2 separate regions of the Gossypium hirsutum genome follow, and region 2 is linked to region 1. Evidence: chromatin contacts called from public Hi-C data. All regions are on one chromosome and are shown on one strand. The core of a region is the stretch at or near the end of the contact, and the rest is flanking DNA. Distances in the headings are between cores, read along the strand shown. Region 1 holds the start of LOC107895192 (protein translation factor SUI1 homolog 2). Region 2 holds the start of LOC107894373 (putative multidrug resistance protein).

Region 1 (6,959 bases), core at 4,363-6,862:
TGCATTTTGCAGTCAAGTTTCTCTCTTGTTCGAATTTACATGAAGGTGCTAATAATCTATTATTAAGTTATTAAATTATTTATTAGAACTTAATTAACACATATGCTCTTGATCTTCTAAAAAGATTTGGTTGGAATGACTGCAAACCTGCACCTACCCCTATGGTTCTTGGACAGCAATTATCACAAAAAGATAGTAACCCTGTCAAACATCCAGAGAAGTATAGAAGTCTTGTGGGAGCACATCAATATCTCACTTTTACACGCCCAGATATAACATTTGTTGTAAACCAAGTATGTCAATTCATGCATGATCCTCGTGAGTTACATATTCAAGCTGCCAAGAGAATCCTTCGTTATGTGAAAGGAACATTAGCAGATGGGCTTTTTTTTTTTTCCCTACTGTAAAAAGGCAACCTAATCTATACCAGATTAAGAGTGATCTTATAATTTAAAATTATCTCATAGTGTTTGATAATTGTTAGATAAAGTAAGATTCGTTCCTTCTTAATATAATTGGTTAAGTTTCTAAACCAAAGTAAGACTCAGTTTAATCATTATCATTGACATTTAATTAAACATGATATGATTACTGAAATGTGGTAAAGTTAATTTATTTTCTAATAATTTTATAAATTCTTTAGCATTTACGTGTAAAAATTATTAAAATGTTATAAAATTATAAAAGCACTGTTACTTTTTTGCTTTTCCACGTTATCCTCCACGTACCAAAATGTGTCCATATCAACTTTTCTCTCCATGTCTCTCTCCTCAACTAAAATAATTATCCATCACTCAATCCAATTATTAAACTCATCCTCACCCAACCCAAACCTCTTAATTCGCACTAATCACTATTATCACTTTAAGTTTCACATTTCCTTACTTCTGAAACAGAAAATACCAAACCTATGAAATAACCAAAAACAAAAAAAATTATAATCATTTTTATATTTTATATCACTTTTGAAAATGAAATTTTAATAGTCTTTTTTATCATTTTAATAAATTTTATATGATTTTATAATAACTTTTTAATATTTTTCTATAATTTTTTTATAATAAGTTAATATTTTATAATATTTATTTTTAATTTCTTTTCTAATTTTAAACAAAATTTGAATAATTATTATAACTTTTTTATATAATTTTTATAATAATTTAATAAGCCTACACTTCATCAACATTTTTTAGCCTTTGACCTTAACATTATCTTCACCATCACTCTTCATAACTTCCAACTCTCTGTCCTAATTGGATGAACCGACCTCCATAACAATCACTACCCTCTCTTCTAGACTCCTCTTGTTACCCATTAAATAATCACATATTTATCTTATAAATTTATTTTATACTTTATTTAAAATATAAAACATTAAGATTTTAGGGTATGCTAAATTATGGCACATCTACAATATCAGTGAATTTTTTTTGAAATAACTCTATTTGTAAAAAGTTTATATAACTCTATTTGTTAAAAAAAAAACTAAAGAGCATGGGTTTAAATTGTATTATGTATATATATATTATTTTCCTATATAGAATATATAAAATGACAAAAACATCATCAAAATAATATAATTTACTTTGAAAAATGAGATTATTTTTGTCTTTCCCCAGTTGAATTGGTAACTGGTTAATCCGTGACATAACTTAGTTAGGGGATTTATAAGGCCTAATACATAATTTTGTACTTAAGTTGAACACTTTTTTCTAATACAGTACTTGTATTAAACAAAATTTATACATTTTGGTACCTGAAACTAACATTGTTAACATTTTAGTGGTTAATTTAAGTTTTAGAGTTAATTTAATGAAAATTCATAATTAACTAATAATATTAGCAATTAACTTCATCAAATTGACCTTAAAACCCAAAATAATATTAGCAACAAACTTTCATCAAATCAGTTCTAAAACTCGAATTAAACACTAAAAAGTTAATATTGTCACCCTCATTTACCAAAATATATAGATTTTGTTACATACAAATATCATATTGAACAAAAAAATACAAATACTACATTAAAAAAGAATGTTAAACTCGATACCAAATGAATTTGTAATAAGTATAAATTAACAAATTTTTAATTTTTAATATAAAAGTATTATTAATTTTTTGTCGCATAGGACGCACAAATTAATTGTATTTAAAATACAATAATTTTTAATAATTTTTTTAGCATCGACTATGAAATCATAAGGGAAATCAAGAGGGTGAGGAGAGTATTTAGTAAAAGAGAATTTAAAATATAAAAGGGATTGATGTCTATCTCAATTTATTTAAGGGGATTTCATCTCAGTTAATCAAGCATCAAATATTTAATAATGATTGTTTGTACATGTTACATCATATTTTAATTTTTATTTTGATCACTAAAAAAATTAAGTATTAAAATAAAAAAGTGGTAGAAAATAAAATAATGTATTAAAAGATTTGTTACATTGTACTCATTTACTCTATTGCAATAAGTCAAATTTTTTTAATATTGAAATTTTAAATTTCAAAACATTAAAATCAATTAAATAAATTGTTGAAATTTTTTTTACTTTATAGTGTTAATTGATTTGTTACTACAATATTGAAAAATTAAGTAATTTAATCTCATTCTAAAGTTTAAAAAAAGTTATTTTATATGGCCAATTTACTAAAAAATGCCCCTTTTTTTGTTAATTACCGAAATGGTCCAACTTTTTTATTATTTACGGAAAAGAACCATTTTCCCGAAAAGCGCGTCCACGTCAGCGCGTAGTCAGGAGACGTGTCAACAAAACACGTCCCTAGAGGAGCATTTTGTCCACGTCAGCACAAATCGCACCCTCGTGGACGCACTTTACTGATGTGGTAAAAACACTCCCCCAAGGACGTGTTTTAGCCCTTGTTTAAATTTTCAAAAAGTCATTTTTTTAAATATTATAAAAATAGACCAAATTTTTGAAATTCTACAAGAATAAACCTTAAAAAAGGTTCAAAGTGATAACACCACTTTTTTTAATGTGTCACCAATTAATATGGAAACAAAACTTACAAAGCAAATCTTTATATAGATTCAAAGTCTCATTTCTCTTGTTTTCTTAAGAGATGTGAGAAATGAGATATGTGTATATATAGACTCATGAATAGGTTTGCAGCTTGTTCCTAAACAATGTGGGATTCCTTCCTCTTTTAACTAACAACATGAGATTAAAAGCTACACTATATTTTATATTTTTTTTACTTTGAGTTTAATTTTTTTTACAAAAAGTTAACATTTGTTATATTATAAATAAAAATTTTAAACTCTATAAGTAAAAAAATTATAAAATATAAAATAAGTATGGTAAAATATTAAAAAATAAATATTTAAAAAATTACTAATAGTTGAGTGATCATTTTGTAAGGTTTTATAATTCGATAGCTAAAAAATTATAGTTAAGTAACTACTAATGTAATTTAATCTAGATATAAAAATATGAAAAATAATTATTATATTTCTATAAAAAAACTTATTTAACATAATTATATACTATGTTTAAATAGATTATCAAAATACATCTAAAATAAATTTATCAGCATTTATTAGGTGATGAAAATTAAATTAAAATTAGAATTAAAAAAATTAATTAGTATAGTAAAATAATAAAAATAAGTAAATATTTTAAACAGATATATCAATTTTTTAAAATTACAAAAAAAATACTATTTGAGTGCCAAATATTCACCATTTATTTATTAATCAAACATTCATAATATAAAATAAAATTAAAAAATTAAAAATACAACTTCTAAATTTAAATAATGGAAAATTATTTTGAAAAATTAAAAGTACAACTTCGAACATTTAAAGTTGAATAGAAAATTATTGCATGTACAAGTTTCATATGTGCAATTTGTTCTCTTTTTTTAATAGTTCTTTTGTATATGTTAACAATTCTAAAATGCAACAAGAATAAATATCTCAAAAGATAACTTTATATTATGAGAAAATATTAACAAAATATAAATAAAATAAAAATTGCTTTGTAAAAAAATTATAAAATATAGTGTAACATTTAGTCTCATATTGTTAGTTGAAAGATGAAGGAATCCCACATTATTTAGAAACAAGCTGCAAACCTATTCATGAGTCTATATATACACATATCTTATATCCCACATTGCTTAAAAAAACAAAGGAAATAAAACTTTGAGTCTATATAAAGATTTGCTTTGTAAGTTTTGTTTCCATATTAATTGGTGACACCTTAAAAAAAGTGGTGTTATCACTTTAAACCTTTTTTAAGGTTTATTCTTGTAAAATTTCAAAAAAAAGTATTTTTATAATATTTAAAAAATAACTTTTTTAAAAAATTTAAACACAGGGTAAAACGCTTCCTTGGGGGAGCATTTTTGCCACATCAGCAAAGTGTGTCCATGAGGAAGTGATTTGTGTTGACGTGGACAAAATGCTCCCCCAAGGACGCGTTTTGCTGACATGCCCCTTGACTCTGCACTGACGTGGACGCGCTTTTGGGGAAAACGGTCATTTCCTGTAAATAATAAAAAAGTCGACAATTTCAGTAATTAACGAAAAAAGGGTTTTTTTAGTAAATTGCCCATTTTAAAAATTAAAATCAAATCAAACAACTCATCTTTAATAATTGTTTATGAAACCTAATTTTTTTTATTATATGTTCTTAAATCTTTTGTACTAAGCTAAAAGAAAAGAAAATTCATTTTAATTAATTAATTGATTTTATCTTCCATATTAAACAAAACCCATAATTATTTTCATCACTTATTTACCCAGAATTAATTGATTACTTAATTAAGGAATTTATTTATTTTTCGTTTAGTTTAGTATGGAATATTCAAGATTATATAATTAAAAAAATTATGTTTCATAGACAATTATTAAAAATAAGTTATTTGAGTTATTCCCTTAATGATAATTTGGAAATATAAAATAAAAATTTAAAATTTAGAAAGAGATTAAATTTTAATGCATTATTTTAGTTTCTATTACTTTTTCACTTTAATCCTTAATTTTTTTTACCTAAATCAAAACTTAGAATTTTTTTTCCATAACTAAAATGAAAGCGACTTAGAAGTTGAGTAACTAAAATGAAAATGCAAACATGATTTGACATGCACAGTTAACCTTCATTAAGAATTGAACACTTAGATGACTAAAATGAAAGCATACTAAAAATTAGTTGGCAAAATTGAAAATTTTTTTTCTGAAATGACTAAAATGGAAGTTTCTAAAAATTAAGTGACAAATTGAATAGTTTACCCTTTCTTATACAGTAAAAATTTTCAAATTAAAAGAAAGTGGAAAAAGGAGAAAAAAGAAAGAAGAATCTTAACAAATTTAAAGTTGGGCCTACGGATGTTAAAACTCTGCAGTCTGCATTTGTCAGTGTCTTTGGTGGGCTGACATTTGGAATCATGTTCCAACCTTATCCAAATTGAATCTAGTTCCCTCCTAAACCATGTCCAAACAACGACCACCACCACCTACACGTGCTGATTTTATGATTAATAAAACCACGCCGTTTTCAAATTTTCCCTTGACCGTGAAACTCACGCTCGATTTCATCAAACGCCACGTTTACATGTTTATCATAAAAAGGTTTTCCCAAGCGAGTACAGTTCCCTCATCATAATCTCACGATTACAGATTCCCATCACATTAAGTTGCGTGCAACTTCCGAAAATAAAAAAAAAACAAATCTTAAAAATTAATAAAATAATTGTGTAGCCCTTTCCTTATAATTTCCTCGCCTTTCTCAACGAAATAATTAAACTCCACCACCCCCTCAGACTCTATCTGGTTTTTAGGGCTTTTCTAACTTTTCTGATTATTTTTTGATAATCCAGAGTTCAATCATCTAAAAGAAGCCCTAAAATCTTTGAATCAGGTAAGTTTGCAGCTCTATTTTCTTCAATTGATTTCCCCCTTTCTTTTGTGGGTTAAACATCGTTTCTTTATAGGTCGTTGATTGAACTTAGGTTTTTCTGATCTTGGGTTTTGATTATATGATCAAAATTTATATTTATTTCTTTAAATGGCATGCTACTTGTATATAATTAATTTGGATTGAGAAAATTTATGTCTGAAGTGAAGGGTACAAAATTTAATGATTCATGGTGACTTTTTCTTTGTTTATTTTTGAGATACGTTGTTTAAATAGTGAATCTTTAGTTTTTTCATGTTTGGGCTTGTTTTTAATAAACTTGTTAGTTGATTCTTTGATGATATCTGTAATCAAGTTGCAGTATTTTGCATGGATTCAACAATTTGTCTTTTATTTTAATTCTATTTCGTATTCTACTTCTTGGAAGAAGTCAGAAGATCAAACTGTTAATTCGAAACTTAAAGACTTTAATCTTCTAGGCCGAATCTTGGTTATCGCGACCAAGTTTCCGTCTTGTTAGGTTTATATGGTTCTTGTGTTTTGTACAGCCTATGGTTTTGAATTTACAATTATTGTACAGCCTATTCTTGTTTATGCGAGATTTGTGAGGTTGTTGTTTATTGATTAATTAGTTGATGAGAAGCACTGAGATTCTCCACTATTTTTTGGTTGCCCAATTGAATCTTACTTTTTCTTTTTGTTTGGCGTGAAAACTGTTATTATTCTTGATAGGGGTTTATGTTGAATCTGATGATCTATTGATCTGCATTTTTCAGGTCTGAGCTTGTGGTTTGTTAGGCCTCTTTGATCAAACTAAGTTTCATGTCTGATCTTGACGTTCAAATTCCTACTGCCTTCGGTATGATTTCATCTTAACTTCCAAATATTTACCTTTGTCCTTGATCTGCCGCCTGTCCTTGTTAATAACGTGTGTATTTGTTGTGTTAGATCCCTTTGCTGATGCAAATGCTGAGGACTCAGGTGCGGGTGCAAAGGAGTATGTGCATATTCGTATTCAGCAGAGGAATGGTCGCAAAAGCCTGACAACTGTCCAGGGGTTGAAGAAAGAATTCAGCTATA
Region 2 (6,664 bases), core at 998-3,497, 130 kb before region 1:
TATATTTTAGTTTAAATTATATTTCGATCACTAAATTTTAAAAAATTATGATATGATAATTAATGTTATCGGTTTGTTACATTTTAGTTATTGAGCCATTAAATTCATATTGAAAGTGTAACTTCAAGTCAACTAATACAATTAATTCCTATACTTTTTTCTGAGTAATTTAAATTTTTTATACAATATTAGAGATAAAGATACATTTTTTTTTCTTTTAGCTTTCACTAATGATGGTATAATATTCCATAATTATCATAAATATATATTTTTTGTCTTCTCCATGTTGGTTTTAAGTCTATATTTAGGATTTATGAATCAACCTAACTGCCTTATAAAAGTTTTAGTATAATTAAATTTAAATAAAAAAATTAACTAAATTTATTGGAAATAAAAAGAAATTATCCAAACTGCAGCGGATATTTTGCAAATATCTTCTGTAGCAAACCGCAATTGGCCTATACAGTATTTAACATCCTTATCTTCTTCACTGCAGTCTGGTTTTACAAAATTCTGCCATGGCTTCCACTCTGCTTCACTTCCTTTCTCCCCCAAACCTTCTCCATAACCATACATCAAACCTCTCATCAATCTCCAATAACCCATCAAAAACATTACATTTCCCCATCAAATGCACTTCCCCAACCTCAGAATCATCTCAATCGGATTTCCCATCTCCAATTTCCCACGAAACCACCACAAGTCCAGAAAGTTTCCCCATCGAGAAACGAAGAAGATCGGAAATCGTCCGAGAAAGAAGGCCGAGACCCGACATCGTAAAACCGGAACCGCCGAATTTCGAGGTGGGATGGAGGAGGACAAAGGAGATTAACTTGGAGAAACCCAAAGGGTACGTGATAATGGATTTTTTGGAGAAGCTGGAAGGGTTGATGGGGAGAGAGTTTGGGTCGACGGAACTGTTGGCGAAAGCAGGGGAAATCGTGGCGGAAAGAGCGAGGGAAGAAGCGGAGGTGTTGAGGGATGAAGGGGAAGTAGAAGATAGGATGGTGACGGAGTTTTTTAGGGTATTGAAGTTGATGGAAATGGATTTGGCTATGGTGAAAGCTGCTGTGAAAGATGAGACCTTGAGTGAGAGGCTTGAACAAGCTAAAGCTAGGTGCAGGCAGGCCATTCTTGTGGCTAATTCTTTTTGAATTTTAGGTATTGAAACGATGTCGTGTATGTTATTGGATTTCATCATGAGAAAATTGAATGATATAAAGCTGCATATACCACTCTTTGCCTTTCAGCTCTCACGGTAATGTTTATGTGCATATCTCATGCATGCCATGCCTAATTTGATTAACATAAATAAAAGTATTAGTATTATTATTATTTATTTATTTTTTATACATTCGAGGGTTTACAAGAACACAAACAACGTAGGGACTGGTGACAAAGAAGCATCTTCTGTGAACACTGGAAGTCACTGAGAGCATATCTCAAATTTCAGTGTGGGGAATCAATCTCTCATTTTCAATTGGCATGTATGTCATCAATGGCTGCTAACTTAACAGATGAATAAAACAAAGAATAGAGGCAATCAATGGTTGAAGTTTTAACCGCACACCCATTTTTGGTGTTATGAGATGTCCTCTTCCGGAAGCAATTAGGAACTTGGGTTGATGTGAGATTTTGATATCCAGTTTTATATATTTTAAAAACTATATACCCCGTGTTCAATTCTCAATGGCCTGCCTCTTTAAAAATAATAACATACGAAAGCATCAACGAGGGTGAAACATTCAATGTCCTTGTAACGTACACATTGGGCTATTTCAAGGCTTCACCAATGCTCCCACGAAGAAGACAATGGAAAGATGCGAACAAATTGCTCAACTTATAATCTAAATCTTTTGTTTTTACTACTTTGGATCCAAGTTTCCAAAGGCATCAAACGTGAAAACAAAGGCTAATCTTCAGAATTATAAAAATACCTGTGGCTGGCCAATCATCACGAAGCTCTATCACACGTCCCAGATTTGCTGTGTTTTTATTATTATTTAGATTTATCATTAGCCACTTGGATGGCTGGATTCATTGAAACCAACATTCATTCTGCTGTCCAAAGATGCCCAAAGCCGGCCAATTTAAAAACAAATTAATCAAATTCCATATGTCATTGGCGTAAAAACTGTAATAGAGCAAGACAATAAGCTAGATTCTGCCTGCAAATAGATTGTGGATAACTGTACATATGGTCCAGTATATAAAACTCCTTTAAGCTTCCATTAGAGCTGATGAAAGTAAACAAAAATCAAAAGATAGTGTCCCATTTCTACTGAAAGGAAACATCAGAAAAATGGTTTCCAAAGATGGCATGTTTCGATATGCTGACAATGTCGACAAGCTGTTAATGTTTTTCGGAACTTTGGGTAGTATCGGAGATGGATTGCAGTACCCTCTTACAATGCTTGTTCTTAGCAAAGTGATCAATGAGTATGGAGATCCCAATGCCAAATTGTCTAATGATACTGTAGATAAGGTATGTGCCACTAGCCTGTATGAAAATCTGGTTAACCGAAGCCCAGTTAATTGCCTTCGGACCAATTTGAGTTAATATAAAAGATAGTTGATGAAATAACTGTACCAGATCATTTCGATTTTCTGCAGTATGCACTTAGGCTGCTCTATGTTGCGATCGTAGTTGGACTTTCGGCATTTGTCGGTAAGTTGCAACTATCATTTTTGCATTTGACTGATAAATATTGGACATTAATTTCCGCTTTGCTTCCTTGGGATGCCATTTTATACATATACAGAAGGGGTTTGTTGGACACGAACCGCAGAGAGACAAACTTCCCGAATAAGGACAAAATACTTAAAATCTGTCCTTAGACAGGAAGTTGGTTTCTTTGACACTCAGGAGACTGGTATCTCCACGACCTTCCAAGTCGTGTCAACGATATCTGCAGATGCCAATGCAATCCAAGTTGCAATATGTGATAAGGTTAAGAATCAACTAGCATTCTTGCATACAAAAAATGATTCAATATGCTGTTTCTAACATTGTTTCTTCTTTTTTCGGCATGTAGATACCGAATTGCCTTGCATTTCTTTCAACCTTCTTCTTCTGCCTCGTTGTTTCCTTCATACTTTCATGGAGAATTACATTAGCAGCGATTCCATTGACGTTGTTCTTCATTGTTCCTGGGCTGGTATTTGGGAAACTGATGATGGATGTGATAATGAAAATGATTGAATCTTATGGTGTTGCAGGTGGGATTGCAGAACAAGCAATTTCCTCCATAAGAACTGTATATTCATATGTAGCTGAGAATCAAACAATAGAAAAATTCAGCCATGCACTTGAAAGGACCTTGGAATTGGGAGTAAACCAAGGTTTTGCAAAGGGATTGTTGATGGGAAGTATGGGAAGCATTTATGTAGGATGGGCTTTTCAAGCATGGGTTGGGACTTATTTGGTCACTGAGAAAGGCGAAAAAGGTGGTTCAGTTTTTGCAGCCGGAATCAATGTCGTAATGGGAGGATTGTAAGTAACTTTCTTTATGTTGATGGACTACATCCTCTGATATATCCTAATTAAGCCTTTTAGTTAACTCATTATTTTTTTGGTTTGACATTGCAGGAGTGTGTTGGGTGCACTACCGAATTTAACTGGCATCACCGAGGCAACCGTTGCTGCTACTAGGATTTTCGAGATGGTTAACCGGGATCCTTCTATCGATGCAGACGATAGCAAAGGAAAGGCTTTGTCATATGTAAGAGGAGAGATTGAATTTAAGGACATATATTTTAGCTATCCATCAAGACCTGATTCACCTGTCTTGCAAGGTTTGAATCTTAGAATCCCAGCCGGAAAGTCTGTCGGTCTTGTTGGAGGCAGCGGTTCAGGCAAGTCCACAACCATTGCATTGCTTCAAAGGTTTTATGATCCTAATGATGGAGAAGTTCTTTTGGATGGATACAAAATAAGGAGACTTCAGTTGAAATGGTTGAGATCTCAAATGGGACTAGTTAGTCAAGAACCTGTACTCTTTGCAACATCCATAAAAGAAAATATACTGTTCGGGAAAGAAGAAGCATCGATGGAAGATGTAATAAGTGCAGCTAAAGTGGCCAATGCGCATGACTTCATTGTCAAATTACCGGAAGGATACGAAACTCATGTGAGCTAACTTCTAATCTGTCAACCAGGAAACTGTCTTTGAATTGTTATATTTGGTTATAACAAGAGAACTATGTGGATTGCAGGTTGGTCAGTTCGGGTTTCAGATGTCTGGTGGCCAGAAGCAGCGAATTGCCATAGCTAGGGCTTTGATCCGGGACCCTAGAATCTTGCTTTTGGATGAAGCTACAAGTGCACTAGATGCACAAGCTGAAAGGATAGTGCAAGAGGCGATCGACAAGGCATCCAAAGGGAGGACATCGATCATCATTGCTCACCGCCTGATGACAATAAGAAATGCAAATCTTATTGTGGTTCTACAAGATGGTAGAGTGATTGAATCAGGGTCCCATAATGAACTAATGCAAATGAATGATGGAGAAGGCGGAGAATACCACCGGATGGTAGAGTTGCAGAAAATGGCATTGCAAAATGAAGTTTCTGATGACTCAAGTTACAAAACCGAAGGAAGATATCACCACAGGGTGAATGTTGCACAAAGTCCGATGAGCTATAGATCGAGTGCTGCGAGCACGCCAGCATTGAGCCCTTTTAGCCCTGCTCTATCAGTGGGAACACCCTATTCCTACACTATCCAATATGATCCCGATGATGACAGTATTGACGAAAACTTCAAGCAAGTATCTCATCCTACTCCATCACAATGGCGTCTGTTAAAAATGAATGCGCCGGAATGGGGAAGAGCCTTGGTTGGAAGTGTGGCTGCAATTGGCTCTGGAGCAGTTCAACCTATAAATGCATACTGTGTTGGCTTACTTATATCGATTTACTTCCGTGGAAACAAATCCGAAATCAAGTCGAAATCCAGAACTTTGTCATTCGTTTTCTTAGGCATAGCTGCTCTTAACTTCACATCCAGTCTCCTCCAACACTACAATTTTGCTATCATGGGAGAGAAGTTAACGAAAAGGGTACGGGAGAAATTTCTGGAGAAGTTGATGACTTTTGAGGTCGGTTTTTTCGATGAAGAGGAGAACACAAGTGCAGCCATTTGCACAAGATTGGCTACTGAAGCCAGCATGGTTCGTTCCCTTGTTGGGGATCGAATGTCGTTGCTGGTTCAAGCCATTTTTGGGTCCATTTTTGCATACATAGTAGCACTTAAACTTAGCTGGAGGTTATCACTTGTGATGATCGCAGTTCAACCGTTAGTCGTCGGAAGCTTTTATGCAAGGAGCATGTTGATGAAGAGTATGTCTGGAAAGGCGCAAAAAGCACAGAAGGAAGGAAGCCAACTAGCAAGTGAAGCTGTTGTAAACCACAGAACTATCACTGCCTTTTCATCTCAGAAAAGAATATTGGGGCTCTTCAAAGACACGTTAAAGGGTCCAAAAGAGGAAAGTGTCCGACATTCGTGGCTTTCGGGTTTAGGCCTCTTTAGCTCTCAATTTTTCAACACAGCTTCTACAGCATTAGCTTACTGGTATGGTGGGAGACTATTGACACAAGGGTTAATAACATCAGAGCACCTTTTTCAAGCTTTCTTGGTGTTGCTATTCACTGCTTATGTCATTGCTGAAGCTGGAAGCATGACCAATGATTTATCGAAAGGAAATAGTGCCATTCGATCAGTTTTTGTAATCCTCGATAGGAAAACAGAGATCGATCCTAATCATTCATGGGCTCTAGAGGTTAAAAAGACGATTAAGGGACGAATAGAGCTCAAAAATGTGTTCTTTGCATACCCAACCAGACCTGACCAATTGATATTTAAGGGTTTAAACCTTAGAATTGAAGCAGGGAGGACAGTTGCACTAGCGGGACAAAGTGGTTCTGGAAAATCTACCGTTATCGGACTTATTGAGAGGTTTTATGATCCGACGAAAGGATCAGTATTCATAGATGCGCAGGATATAAAGAACTATAATTTGAGAATGCTGAGAACACATATTGCACTTGTGAGTCAGGAGCCAACCTTGTTTGCAGGAACGATCCGCGAAAACATTGCCTACGGGAAAGAGAATGCTAAAGAATCCGAGATACGAAAGGCTGCAAAGCTTGCCAATGCACATGAATTTATAAGGTATGTAAACCACATTATAAAAAACTAATCAAGAATAGGAAACTCTCAAATTATAGCTGCAAACTCTCTGGTGTTAGTTTTAGAGCTTTATCAGTCAATGAAAACACCATTTTTGTGTTGTGATTTTGTAGTGGGATGAAAGATGGCTACGACACAAATTGTGGAGAAAGAGGTGTTCAACTATCAGGGGGTCAAAAACAGCGGATCGCACTCGCACGAGCCATACTAAAGAACCCTTCAATTCTCCTGCTGGATGAGGCCACCAGTGCACTTGATAGTGTCTCAGAAAAATTGGTTCAAGAAGCACTTGAGAAGATGATGGTGAGCAGAACATGCGTGGTGGTCGCTCACCGGCTATCGACCATTCAAAAAGCTGATACTATTGCCGTTATCAAGAACGGGAAAGTTGCGGAACATGGTTCACATAATGAACTACTTTCTTTAGGTCGTGGTGGAGCATATTATTCGCTGATAAAACTACAGGGTGGGAG

What was found. Hi-C and Micro-C count contacts between places; a contact is called where the count stands out from the background.
Region 2: a contact with region 1 is called in a Hi-C map of leaf, with 3 times the contacts expected there. The contact joins the promoter of LOC107894373 here to the promoter of LOC107895192 in region 1. A contact is called at or near these places in 17 of 34 Hi-C or Micro-C datasets (callus, fibers, hypocotyl and 2 more).

The regions. Positions count from the first base shown.
Region 1 is chrA13:95,465,560-95,472,518 of Gossypium_hirsutum_v2.1, reverse strand. LOC107895192 (protein translation factor SUI1 homolog 2) reads left to right here and starts at 5,612. Exons shown (of 5, transcript XM_016820452.2): 1 at 5,612-5,882; 2 at 6,656-6,738; 3 at 6,828-6,959. The coding sequence starts at 6,702. It overlaps LOC107895193 (polyubiquitin), which reads left to right. Exons shown (of 2, transcript XM_016820453.2): 2 at 1-16.
Region 2 is chrA13:95,596,945-95,603,608 of Gossypium_hirsutum_v2.1, reverse strand. It overlaps LOC107894373 (putative multidrug resistance protein), which reads left to right and starts at 2,247. Exons shown (of 7, transcript XM_041085331.1): 1 at 2,247-2,485; 2 at 2,614-2,668; 3 at 2,763-2,950; 4 at 3,036-3,493; 5 at 3,590-4,130; 6 at 4,216-6,173; 7 at 6,305-6,664. The coding sequence starts at 2,303. LOC107895195 reads left to right here and starts at 398. Exons shown (of 1, transcript XM_016820455.2): 1 at 398-1,249. The coding sequence starts at 519. The coding sequence ends at 1,154.